Linked DNA regions of Mus musculus: regions 2 and 3 are each linked to region 1. A link is a contact called in public HiChIP or PLAC-seq and promoter capture Hi-C data. All regions are on one chromosome and are shown on one strand. Each heading gives the region's core, a stretch centred on a gene start, on an enhancer-like site or on the middle of the called end of the contact. The rest is flanking DNA. Distances are from core to core; before and after follow the strand shown. Region 1 holds the start of Rassf4 (Ras association (RalGDS/AF-6) domain family member 4). Region 2 has its middle 22 kb from the start of 2810048H02Rik. Region 3 overlaps Washc2 (WASH complex subunit 2`).

What was found. Promoter capture Hi-C pulls out the DNA fragments that hold promoters and counts their contacts. HiChIP or PLAC-seq counts read pairs in DNA pulled down with a chosen protein or histone mark.
Region 2: a contact with region 1 is called in an H3K4me3 HiChIP or PLAC-seq map of neural tube, with 4 times the contacts expected there. The contact joins the enhancer-like site here to the promoter of Rassf4 in region 1. A contact is called at or near these places in 2 of 39 promoter capture datasets (liver and second pharyngeal arch cranial neural crest) and 4 of 115 datasets of contacts at active chromatin or transcription factors (embryonic forebrain, embryonic stem cells, forebrain and 1 more).
Region 3: a promoter capture Hi-C map of liver shows a contact between it and region 1, with 2.2 times the contacts expected there. The contact joins the enhancer-like site here to the promoter of Rassf4 in region 1. A contact is called at or near these places in 4 of 39 promoter capture datasets (the 3T3-L1 cell line, liver, pre-B cells and 1 more) and 2 of 115 datasets of contacts at active chromatin or transcription factors (bone marrow-derived macrophages and embryonic stem cells).

The regions. Positions count from the first base shown.
Region 1 is chr6:116,672,128-116,675,644 of GRCm38.p6, reverse strand. Rassf4 (Ras association (RalGDS/AF-6) domain family member 4) reads left to right here and starts at 1,809. Exons shown (of 11, transcript NM_178045.4): 1 at 1,809-1,921.
Region 2 is chr6:117,129,199-117,132,715 of GRCm38.p6, reverse strand. No RefSeq gene overlaps it. Among named protein-coding and RNA genes, the nearest start is that of 2810048H02Rik, 22 kb to the left of the region's middle. Within about 2 kb of position 1,880, at least 10 of the 459 cell types and tissues checked have an H3K27ac peak or open chromatin away from gene starts, as enhancers often do. A contact at or near this core is called in neural tube, where this site is marked.
Region 3 is chr6:116,258,735-116,262,251 of GRCm38.p6, reverse strand. It overlaps Washc2 (WASH complex subunit 2`), which reads right to left. Exons shown (of 31, transcript NM_026585.3): 29 at 2,996-3,517; 30 at 1,584-1,761. Among named protein-coding and RNA genes, the nearest start is that of Zfand4, 3.7 kb to the left of the region's middle. Within about 2 kb of position 1,536, at least 5 of the 459 cell types and tissues checked have an H3K27ac peak or open chromatin away from gene starts, as enhancers often do. A contact at or near this core is called in liver, where this site is marked.

The sequences.
Region 1 (3,517 bases), core at 560-3,059:
GGGTGGGTAAGATGGCTCATCAGGGAAGGCCCCTAAGCCTGATGACCTAAGTCCTGGGGCCTCCACAGGCAAAGAAAAAAAGGAAAGTGATTTTCATATCAAATCATTTATATGATAATCCATTCGCTTATGTTTCAGAATTCATGTATTTAAATCATATCTCAGCGCACGAGGCCCTGGACAGAGGGACAAAGATGATTTCCCAGTTGCCTTAGAACAGAACCAGGTGCCCAGCTGCCTGGAGCCAGCCTAGAGCAGGGCAGGCCCTGGGTGGCAGCCTCACCTCAGACTGTGCTGTGAGCTTTGACTGTGATGCTTCCTAGAGACATCCCAATGGCTGCAGGGTGGCCCCTCCTACATAATGAACTGGAGTCTCTGTGAAAGGCAGTTTGTTCTCCAGAGAAATATAAGCATTTAATCAAGGCAGGCTAGGGCTGTGGAGCAACAGCAGACCAGATCAGCAGCACATGTAAAACATACAAGGAGGGCTCAGGACACCTGAGGCCTATGTCCCAAGCAAGGTGAGAGAGACAACAAGGTGAACTGGGGCAGAGAGCACGACTCATGCTGGAGAGCCACAGGGAGACTCGCCCTCCCCACCGGCTGTTGACTTCTTCAGTTGCACAGGGGTGAATTGGAGAAGTTGGGAGTTACGGTGGAATTCCGTGCTTTTGGTTTGTCAAAACTTTTCGAAGCACCCAAATAATGAGCTCAGTTCTGATGCTTTCGGGCTGTGGGAAGAAACATGGGTTCCAACAACAGGTCACCAACCACAGGAAACCCTAGTTGGCAGAGAATGGATCACTCTCTAAGAACACGAGTGAAAGCTAAGTTGAAGAGGGACTGCAGGCTGGTCATTTTTAGCCCGCTGCAGGTAGGGAAATAGACAGAGAGTCTGTGACACAGGAAGTAAAGGGCGGAGCACAATCTCTTTGCCATCTCTTCGCCGGCCATAATTGGCACGGTGCGCTGCATTGGGGTCCAGAGACTCTAATGCCGTCTGTTTTCAAATACGTGAGTACCTACACTTTTAGAAGTCCCACTTCATACTCTAAAACGGCCCTGTGACTCTAAGAGGGTTAGAAACCAGGGAATGAGCCGAGCTGAGATGACTTACTTTGCGAGGGAGGGCAAGAGGTCCTGAAGTCAGGACTGGGAACCATGAAATAAAACAGAGTCAACAAAGCTCCCTTGCCTCACAGCCGCCCAGCTTCCCTAAGCTCCCAGCCTATAGCCTGGGGCTCTGCCTCAGCGCTGGCCAATCTCCTCAGAAAACAGCGACCGAGAGAGAGGAAACTAACTTTTTAAATTCACCAGCTCCTATTTTTTAATGTAGCTTTCTGAGAAGCCACAACTTTGCTTGCAGGTGCCACCTGGACAATAAATAAATGTCCCAGACTTCACGCGCGCGAACACACACTCCACCCTCCCTAGGAAGCGCACAGTAGTAGCTGTAGCGCCTGCGCAGAGGTCTTTGTTGAAACCCAAGTATCTGCGTTACCCAGGCTCCCTGGCCTCCGCCTGTGTAGACCGAGGGCCCCTGGGGACCCACTCCTACTGCTTTCTCTTTGCGTCCTGGGGTGCCCTCGAGGATTGGGGACTTAAGTGATGCGCGAAGCGCTTAGTGGTGTCCGTAAAGATCGAACAAGTGAGCAAATGCTCGGGGTCTACTTGAGGGGCATCAGTACCAAGCACCCTAGAAGGAAGAGATGGGCTGATAGGCAAAGCAGTTGACCAGAGAGAAGGGGCGTGTCCAGGGCGGAGAGGGGCGTGTTCGGGGGCGGGAGGAGGTGTGTCTAGGGTGGGCTGGGACGGACTTGATCCCTGCAGCAGATGCAGGGCTCTTGAGTCCGTGCAGGCACAATTCTAGTGCACGCGACCTCTCTTGCTGGTGGCCTCTGGACCGCGCGATGACTGAACGGTGAGTGATGCTCAGACTGCAAAGGTAGTGGGCATCCTTGGAGCACCCTACCTTCGACCCTGGGGCCGCGATCAGGCAGGGCGCTAGAGCCTGAGCACTTGCACCCCCAGCCGCAGTGCGCGAGTCTCCTCCCCCTGCCAGCCTGGCGCACTGCGGGCTTCCAGCCAAGGGCTGAGGGTGGCAAGGCGCCTAACATCTCCTAGATAAGGTACTTTCCGGGCAAAATCTTAGCAGGGCACGTGAATCCAACGGCCGGCTACACTTGTGCTCACCTCATCCTCCTCTCAGCCAGCTTCCTAGAAACACGATCTTAGAGGCGGGAAGAGGGTTTCAGCAAGACCTTAAGATTTTACAGCTGGAAAGCCAACGCTAGGATGATTACTCATCCAGACACTTGTTTCTCCGTCGCTGTTGGTGCGGTGGGCCATAACCAAAGGGCTACACAATATGCCACTCACGTATAGTTTCAGGGCTAAACTCCACCTGTCTCCTGATTCTTTGGGGCCCGTTCTCTTCTTTGAGATCTCCGGCACCTCACTATCTCTCTGGAGCCTGAAGCCCAATGTCGACAGTGTTTATTGTGGATGAAGTCCTAGGGTCATAGTTGTTTAAACTGGTGATGAACTCCAGATTGAAAATAGAAAGGATTTGACAGGGTCATACAATGCAGTCAGGGTAAGCTTTGAGCCCAGACCTTTGGGGAGGCTGGGTTGTTTAACCTAAAAGTATGTCGAAGAAAATGCTTGAAATTGTCTTTATTTATTTATTTATTTACTTACTTACTTACTTACTTATTATTGAGAAACAGACAGATGCACACTCACTCACACACCAGAGAGAGAGAGAGAGAGAGAGAGAGAGAGAGAGAGAGAGAGAGAGAGCGCATGTACATGTGTACCTGTGGGTCATAGTGGCTGTGTGCAAGACAACTCTGTGGCATCAGTCGTTTCTCCCCGTCCGCTTTCCTGTGACTTTTGAGGATTAAACTTAGGTCCTGAGGCTTTGGCAGCAAGCGCTTTACTCATAGAGCCTCCTCACCAGCCCTTGAAACTGTTTAAAAGTAAGCTATCAGCACTAGGAAGTCGCTGCAGGCCTAAAGCTTTTGCTGTTTCCCCAAACTTGTAGTTCCCCGAATCTCCTTCCTGCCTATGGGATTTCCCCTGGGACAAACCCTGAGATAGGATTGGAGCCCTGCCACCCCCTTGCTTGACCTTCGGTAGCGAAGATGGGCTGTGATATAGTCCCCTAGTTGCCCCAGGGACACTCTATACCAGCTGCCACTACAACTAGCTAACTCAAGGCCTAGAGGTGGCACAACAGTTGAGGTCACACACCAAGTCAGTGACAAAGAAAATCTCAGCCAGCATGGTTCTCAGAGTCACTGCAGCAGACATTCTCAGCCTGGGATCCAGGGCAACTGGACTCAGGCATCCTGATCATCCTCATTCACTCACGCTTCTCTCTCTCTCTCTCTCTCTCTCTCTCTCTCTCTCTCTCTCTCTCTCTCTCCCCTTCTCTCCCTCTCGTGTGTGTGTGTGTGTGTGTGTGTGTGTGTGTGTGTATGCATGCACAGTCACACTCACCCATTTTTCTTGT
Region 2 (3,517 bases), core at 631-3,130, 460 kb before region 1:
CTTGCCCAGGGCTTTTGACCTGGCTCCAGATTCCTCTGTATGCTCTGTTCCGGGTCCAGGTGGAAACACTGAGCAAAACACGACTGTTGTTTTTCTATAGAAATCTGAACAAGAAACTAATTGTACAATCGGAAAACAGGAAGAGAAATGCCGAGTTCAAGGCCACAGGCAGAAGCAGTTGTCCTGGGCTGTCTTGGCCAGGACATCTGAGACATCAGGAATGCACAAAGTCTCTTCCTTAGCTCCAGGGAACACTGTCAGAAACAAAGACACAAGTCCAGAGCAGTAAGAGGTAGAGAGGGAATGTCTTCTATCAACTACAGACTTCTAGTAGACACATATTTCATATAGGCAAAGACCCTCGAGCAGGAGGCACATAAACACTGCACAGACTTTATGTAGATGAATTTAGACGAGCCATGACCATGTGGCACCACGGCTGTTGATAGTCAAGCTATGGTTTTAGACTCTTCACATGTTTTATTTCTTTATTACTGATGATGGGTTTGGAGAGGAAGGAGTCAACTTCAGAATGATCCAGGTTGATCCAGGGTGCCCAGGAAACGCATGAATCCTGCCATGTCATAACCAGGTTAAGATGGAATTGGACCAGACACCCCAGACTTAGTGTTCTAAGTGCAAAGCAAGCCAGGGCTCAAACTGCCTCAGGGTGTCCAGCTTAGAGCACCTTCCCAGAACTAGACTTCATTCCTCACTGGGTTAACCTCTGAGTCTCAGGCTCACATCCTCTGTCTCATTCATTTCTCTGAGTATCGCTCCAGACATTCTCCTTTGGGAGAGACTACCCATTGTTGCCCCAAAAAGCATCAAGTTCCATCTCTGCACATTAATCTGATGACTGGCTGGGATTTTTCTGCTAAAGGATTGTCATGAGGATGGTGACACTCCTGTTTACATATCCCTCTTCCTGTGGGAGTCATCCAGCCGAGGCAGCTGCCTTTGGTACCATCACCTTATTGCCTGAGAAATCCAAGAACAGAGCAGTGCCACAAACACATGTTCTGTCCACCCCGACTACACTTAGAATTTCTCTCAGAAATTCTGCCTGCTTACAATTGCTTCTGAATCAGATGCACAGATATATCTGCATTTGTATGGGTCACAGATCATAGGCCTTTCAAAGGAAGAGAAAATGTGATGGAGAAAATTAGGGGCCAGTGACTAATGTCAGCCGTATAACTAACAAGCGGGGGACAGAGCACTCGAGAGCTGTTTAGAGTTGGGAGACAGCTAGCTGTTGGATGCTTCTCTAGTGTGTGAGACTTAAAACTCATCTAGCTTGCAGATTGTCCTGGGCTTCAGTGCCTCCCCATACCCTCAGAATCTGCAAGCATTTGTGTGTGCTGGGGGTGGGGTGGGGAGGGCCTTCACCAAGACAGGGAAGATGTGTGAGCTCTGACCAATCCATTACAGCGTTCATGCAGAGAAACAACGGTGTGTCTCAGTCATTGAAATGTCATGTTTTCAAGTTGTTTTCCCTCCTTTCAAGCCTCAGTCAGCCTCAAGATCACTGCAAGAAAAGTTTTCCTTCAGAATGAGTGGGCTCGAATGCATTGTGGGAGCTGTCCGGAAACCTCAGGAAAGTCCATTGCAGATTCGTGCTAGAAAGAAAACACAGACGGGCCGATGCGGGTGGTGGTGAACAGAGGACTTCTCCGTGTCACAATAGTGTGTAAATCAGATCTAAGGATGAATGGACACATCCGGTGGTGTCGCCCCCACTGAGTTCTCCGCATTTTCGGGGAGACATGGAGTCTGCTTGCACATCCAAGGTGTCTGTTAAGCAGCCAAGGGCAGTGCTTACAACAGAGCCTGGAAGTTTTCATTTTCGTTTTTCTTCTCAAGTTTACAGACTGTAGCAGGGGCATCACATGATAGCCACACATAAATCAAAGCCCAGGCTCTTTTCTGCTGCGCTTCGAGGCCAGTTCCAGCCACTAATGTTTCTTTCTCGTTCATTCATCCATTCCGAGAGCATAGAGGAGAGCGTCTGGCTCCTGCTGTGTGTGCCTAATGCATAAATTCACAGGAGCTCACGCCTGCTCACAAGGGTCTGTCAGGAGCCGAAACAGAACTGGTCATTGCAAAATGCAGGTGCTCAAGGTGAAGCTCGGCCCAAGGTGCAAAGGACGAAGGGAGTGTGTATCTGGGGACTTAACCGAGTGTGAAGCCAGTGTCAGACTAACGGAGGGTGTGAGGAGCATCCTTCGAGGAAGAAGGGCAGCGAAACCAGAAGCACAACCTGGCTCTAATATACAGTAATTGGAGGCCATGAAGGAGTCACCCCTCCTGTACCCCCTTCATATATCCCAGGGAGGCTGAGATATACTCAACTGGTGCAGGTTCTGACTGCTCCCACCCAGTCCCAGGGCACACATGGAGGTATGTCACAGACAGGTAAATGCCGCCCTCTAGGTTCCCCAACTGTCCATTTGTCTCTCCTCCAGCCCCACAGCCACCCATGCTTTTCTGATGCTCTACGCTCGCTCCAAGCTCCTAGGATTTCATTGCTTTTTAATTTTTTAAAACTCTCTGATTTTTTTTGAAGTTCACCTTCAGTTTCTGCCTTCTGGGAATCTCTGCAAACCCACCTTCCCACTCTGAGAAACCTGCTTCCCCTGTCATATCCCATAATAGCCATGACATGGGATATGCAACATGCATGATACAAATCAAAGAGAGGAAGAGTCTTGGCTTTGGAAACACCTTCCCTGGAGCCCTCTTCTCTGGCAAGCCGTCAAAGGCACTGCTAAACCCAGCCCAGCCTCAAGAGCTATAAGGACGAGTCTCGATGCTGGTTCTGTTCCCCAGACAGCTTTCACGTTTTGACACTAAAAACTCCCTAAGACGGCTGACCCTGATGTTTACCAGAGTCCCACTTCTGCCACCTCATTGCTTATTAAGAAAACAAGGTGCAGCATCAACTTGGGCGTCCCTGTGCGTCCACTCAGGGGTGCACCATTTGTCAGGCCTAGTGCTGATGGATGGGGCCCACGGAAGAATTCCTCATCACCCCACCCCCACTGCCTTGGTGGCCCTTGCTGCTCCTCTCCATAGGGTCAGTCTTAACAAATGATTATTATTTTGGCCATAAGCCCAGTGACAAATATGGCTTCTGTCCAACAGCTTCAGGCAGGAAGGAGTCTGCTATTTCTTCTTCACCCTGATGCTGTAACTTGATAGAGGGGTAGAGGGGATGCAGCAGAGAATAGTTCCAGACCTCAGGCCCACAGTCTTCTCTCGTAAGTTGGCAAATGGCACTCAAGAGACACTACAGAACTATCTGCACTGTGTCCATAGGCCAGAAGCACAACCTGGCTCTAATATACAGTAATTGGAGGCCATGAAGAAACATAGGCAAGGGCTGTTGATGGGATGGAAGGGAACTGGTTACTGGGTCTCTTAGGGAAGTCACTCATGAGGGGTGAGTTCACTTTTTAGAGTATGTGATAGTTAGCCATGGCCCAGCCCTTGCCAGGTGTGGGACCCTGGGTAG
Region 3 (3,517 bases), core at 287-2,786, 410 kb after region 1:
CCAATTCTAATAACACACTAAGACCACCAACATCGAAGTCAAACCTCTTAGATTCTGGGCCTGGCTCAGTTGGTGGCACCCAACTTTTGTAAGGACATATGAACGAACATCGGGTTCTTTCTGAACATAAGTTTCTAGCTACAGAAGTGTGTCTGCACTTGAAGTCAGAAACAGGAGGGTGGAGCGGTTCTCCACCTCAGCGAGGGCCTCACCACCTGGAACTGCTCTTTCTCTCTTTCTGCCTTCTTTTCACTCTGGATTTTAAGAAGAGTAAGAATGTACAAACAGAAATCCAATATAGGATGCGCTCAGAGCGCACATCTCAGTGGTAAGAATGGAGTCTGGTTCCACTCATATTAGTGCTTCAGACTCAGCTTAGCTATGCTCTGCTGCTTACCACGTAATTTTATCAGCAGGGTTCTACTGCATCAAATTCATCCTGTGTACGTAAAGACATAATGAAAGACCATGGCATTATCTATATCAAACTAGAGATCTAGATTGTCAATGTGCTAATGGCTAACACAAAGCAGTATTACTCAAAACACTGAAATCAAACACATTTAAACTGACTGGAAGTAGAAAAGGTGCACTTGCTTACTACTATTCCTATGTAAATCACAGTCTTAGAGGATGCACAGCAAACTTAACACTGGCTAGCTTTAAAGCTTTAATCCCTCCACTTAACAAAATGTTCTAAATCGTATGACTGCCACATAAGCATGTATTACAATTTAATAATGAAAGAAAGTCATGCCTGTAACCCCAGCTAAGATCAGGAGTGCACAGCACAGGCAGCCAGGGCCACAGCAAGATCATGTGTCAGAAAATGAACAAAGGAAATAAGCAGCCCAAGTCTCTTGTAACTCTGTGCTGTAAAGACAGACATGTGAGGACGGAGCCCAAAGTCTGCCAGGGAGACAGAGTCAGCGTGGCTCTGCAACTCAAAGCCCAGGCCTGGAGGGACAAAGAGAGGACGTGTGTATTTTGGGCTTCAGTCTGGGTTGACCAACACAGGATGTATCAGGAGGCAAACTTTATAGCTATCAGCATCTGGCTTGCTTGTTAGCTGAGGAGTGGGTACAGCGTGTTCAGATCAGCATCTGGCTTGCTTGTTAGCTGAGGAGTGGGTACAGCGTGTTCAGAAACACAGAGGAACCCAGGGAGCTGCCGAGTCTCACTTGTGACTTCGCGGCACAGCCCTGCTCTCTGTTACTGACCCTCCAGTCTCTTGGCTGCTGTCCCTCATTGTCCAGCTAGAATCCTGACTCAACCAGCTTCATGGCCTGCTGATAGCACATGGAAGAAGTTTCTGATAGACTCTCCTTTGAAAGTCATTGGTGTTGTCAGATGACAGCAGAAGTTAATTTCTTCTTCAGGTCAAGTGCTGAGCACCGTCTTAAACCTTGATACTCACTCAGCATAGCCTATGGCTGCCGCATGAAAATGACTAGTCCACCTACATATCATGTGCTTAGACTAACAGCAAGGAGAACCTACTGGGGAACAAAGTGCAGGAAAGGACCAACATGACTGACAGCAAACAGCCCCCAAGCAGTGGCGTGATCTAGATAAACACTCACCTGTGTCATCATCAAACATGGACTTGGCTGCAACTTTCTTTTTGGACTTTTCTTTGGGTTTTACAGTTAAGTCAGCGAAGATATCAATATTATCATCAAATAAGTTGGGCTCCAAAGTCCTCCCCTTCTCTCTCTTTTTTGGAAAAGGTTTAATTGCTTCCGTAGCAAATATATCATCCTAGTTAAGTCCAAAAACAGTTTATTCTTTGTTGTAAATAAACGCATTTTTAAAACTAAAGTAGTTCAATAATTTATAGAAATGCACTGTCAAGCACAGTCTCCCCTGAGGACTGCAAGACACTCCCCCAGGTCTCTGCAAAACTCACCCTCGCCATCTGCAAATGGCAGCTCTGCAGTGAGGTCCTGAGGGTGGCCTGGAGAGCAGCGTCCCACTGCACCCAGCCACTCTGCCCCACATAATGTTCGTCGTGACATTTCATGCCATCTGAGATCACCTTCACCACCTGCTGCTCAGTTTGGATCTCGGGCCTTGAGATGTCAGGACAGAACACATGCCCTGGCTATCCTGCTGCACGGCGACCACTGTGCTCATAGACACCTGCTGAACAACTACTACAGTTTACTGTCAAAACTCGGCTAGTCAGGGTCCCAACCAGCATCAGCGCTTAAACACACAGCTGTGCCGAGAGAGGTCATACATGTCACAGAATGACATGCCAACAAAGCTGACCACAGCACCATTCTACAAACTCTTTAAAACAGCAAACAAAAAATAATGAAAATCATGTACACATGCTATGCTAATGCTATGCTAATGCTATGCTAATGCTATGCTGGTGCTATGCTAATGCTATATGCTAGTGCTATGCTAATGCTATGCTATGCTATGCTATGCTATGCTATGCTATGCTAAATAAAAAGGCCCAGGGCTTATGCTGTGGTTCCGTACAGCATCTGCCTAACACGTACTGGGTTTTGAGCTCTATCCCCTGCACTACAATAACATTTTTAAAAATAATCCAACACTTATAACAGATTAAAGGCAGCAAGAACTACCCCTGGGGCTGGTGAGATGGCTCAGCAGGTAAGAGCACCCGACTGCTCTTCCAAAGGTCCAGAGTTCAAATGCCAGCAACCACATGGTGGCTCACAACCATCCGTAACGAGATCTGACTCCTTCTTCTGGAGTGTCTGAAGACAGCTACAGTGTACTTACATATAATAAATAATAAATAAATCTTTTTAAAAAATTTTTTAAAAAAGTAAAATAAAGAACTACCCCTGGATGAAACAAACCACTTCAAGTAAATTTTAGGGTTATTAACAAAGAGATCGAATTGTGGTTAATAAGTAGATAAGAGGCATGCACAAAACACACAACATAAACTATAGTTCAAAAAGCCAATCAGCTATTTTCCTTAAAGGCCCAAACATGAAATAATTTGTGTTACCTCAAAGATGTCATGAGTTTTTGACACACTGTCTTGATGGCTGTCAGGTTTCCTCTCATTCTTTTTGCCTCTCGGATCTGCAAAGAGATCCTCCTCATCTTCAAGGAGAGGGAAAGGGTTTCTGTTCTTCGCTGCTCTCGGCTTGACAGACTGGAAAAGATCCTCGGTGCTGCTGCCCTCACTGAGATCAGGAAATGCCAGGCTCTTCTCCTTACGCCCTCCTGACGAGTGGGACGGGGGCTCCCCGGCCATGACGCCTGCTCCCTCCACGGACTGTGATCCTCTGCTCTTGGGAAAGATGTCCCCTGAATCAAACAGGTCAGCCTCGTTTCCAGTCTGAGGCCGAGACTTTACAAAGAAGCTTCTGTCGGCTGCAGATAAAACAGGTCCACCTTCCCAAGGTGGGGCCGTGGCTGTCTCAGAGCTGGTCTGTCCACTGGCCATCCTGGGCTGCAGAAGAGGTTGATGGCCGTTTGGTAGGACAGGACTACTGCTCAACTGAGCAACAGGTCCTCTATCTAC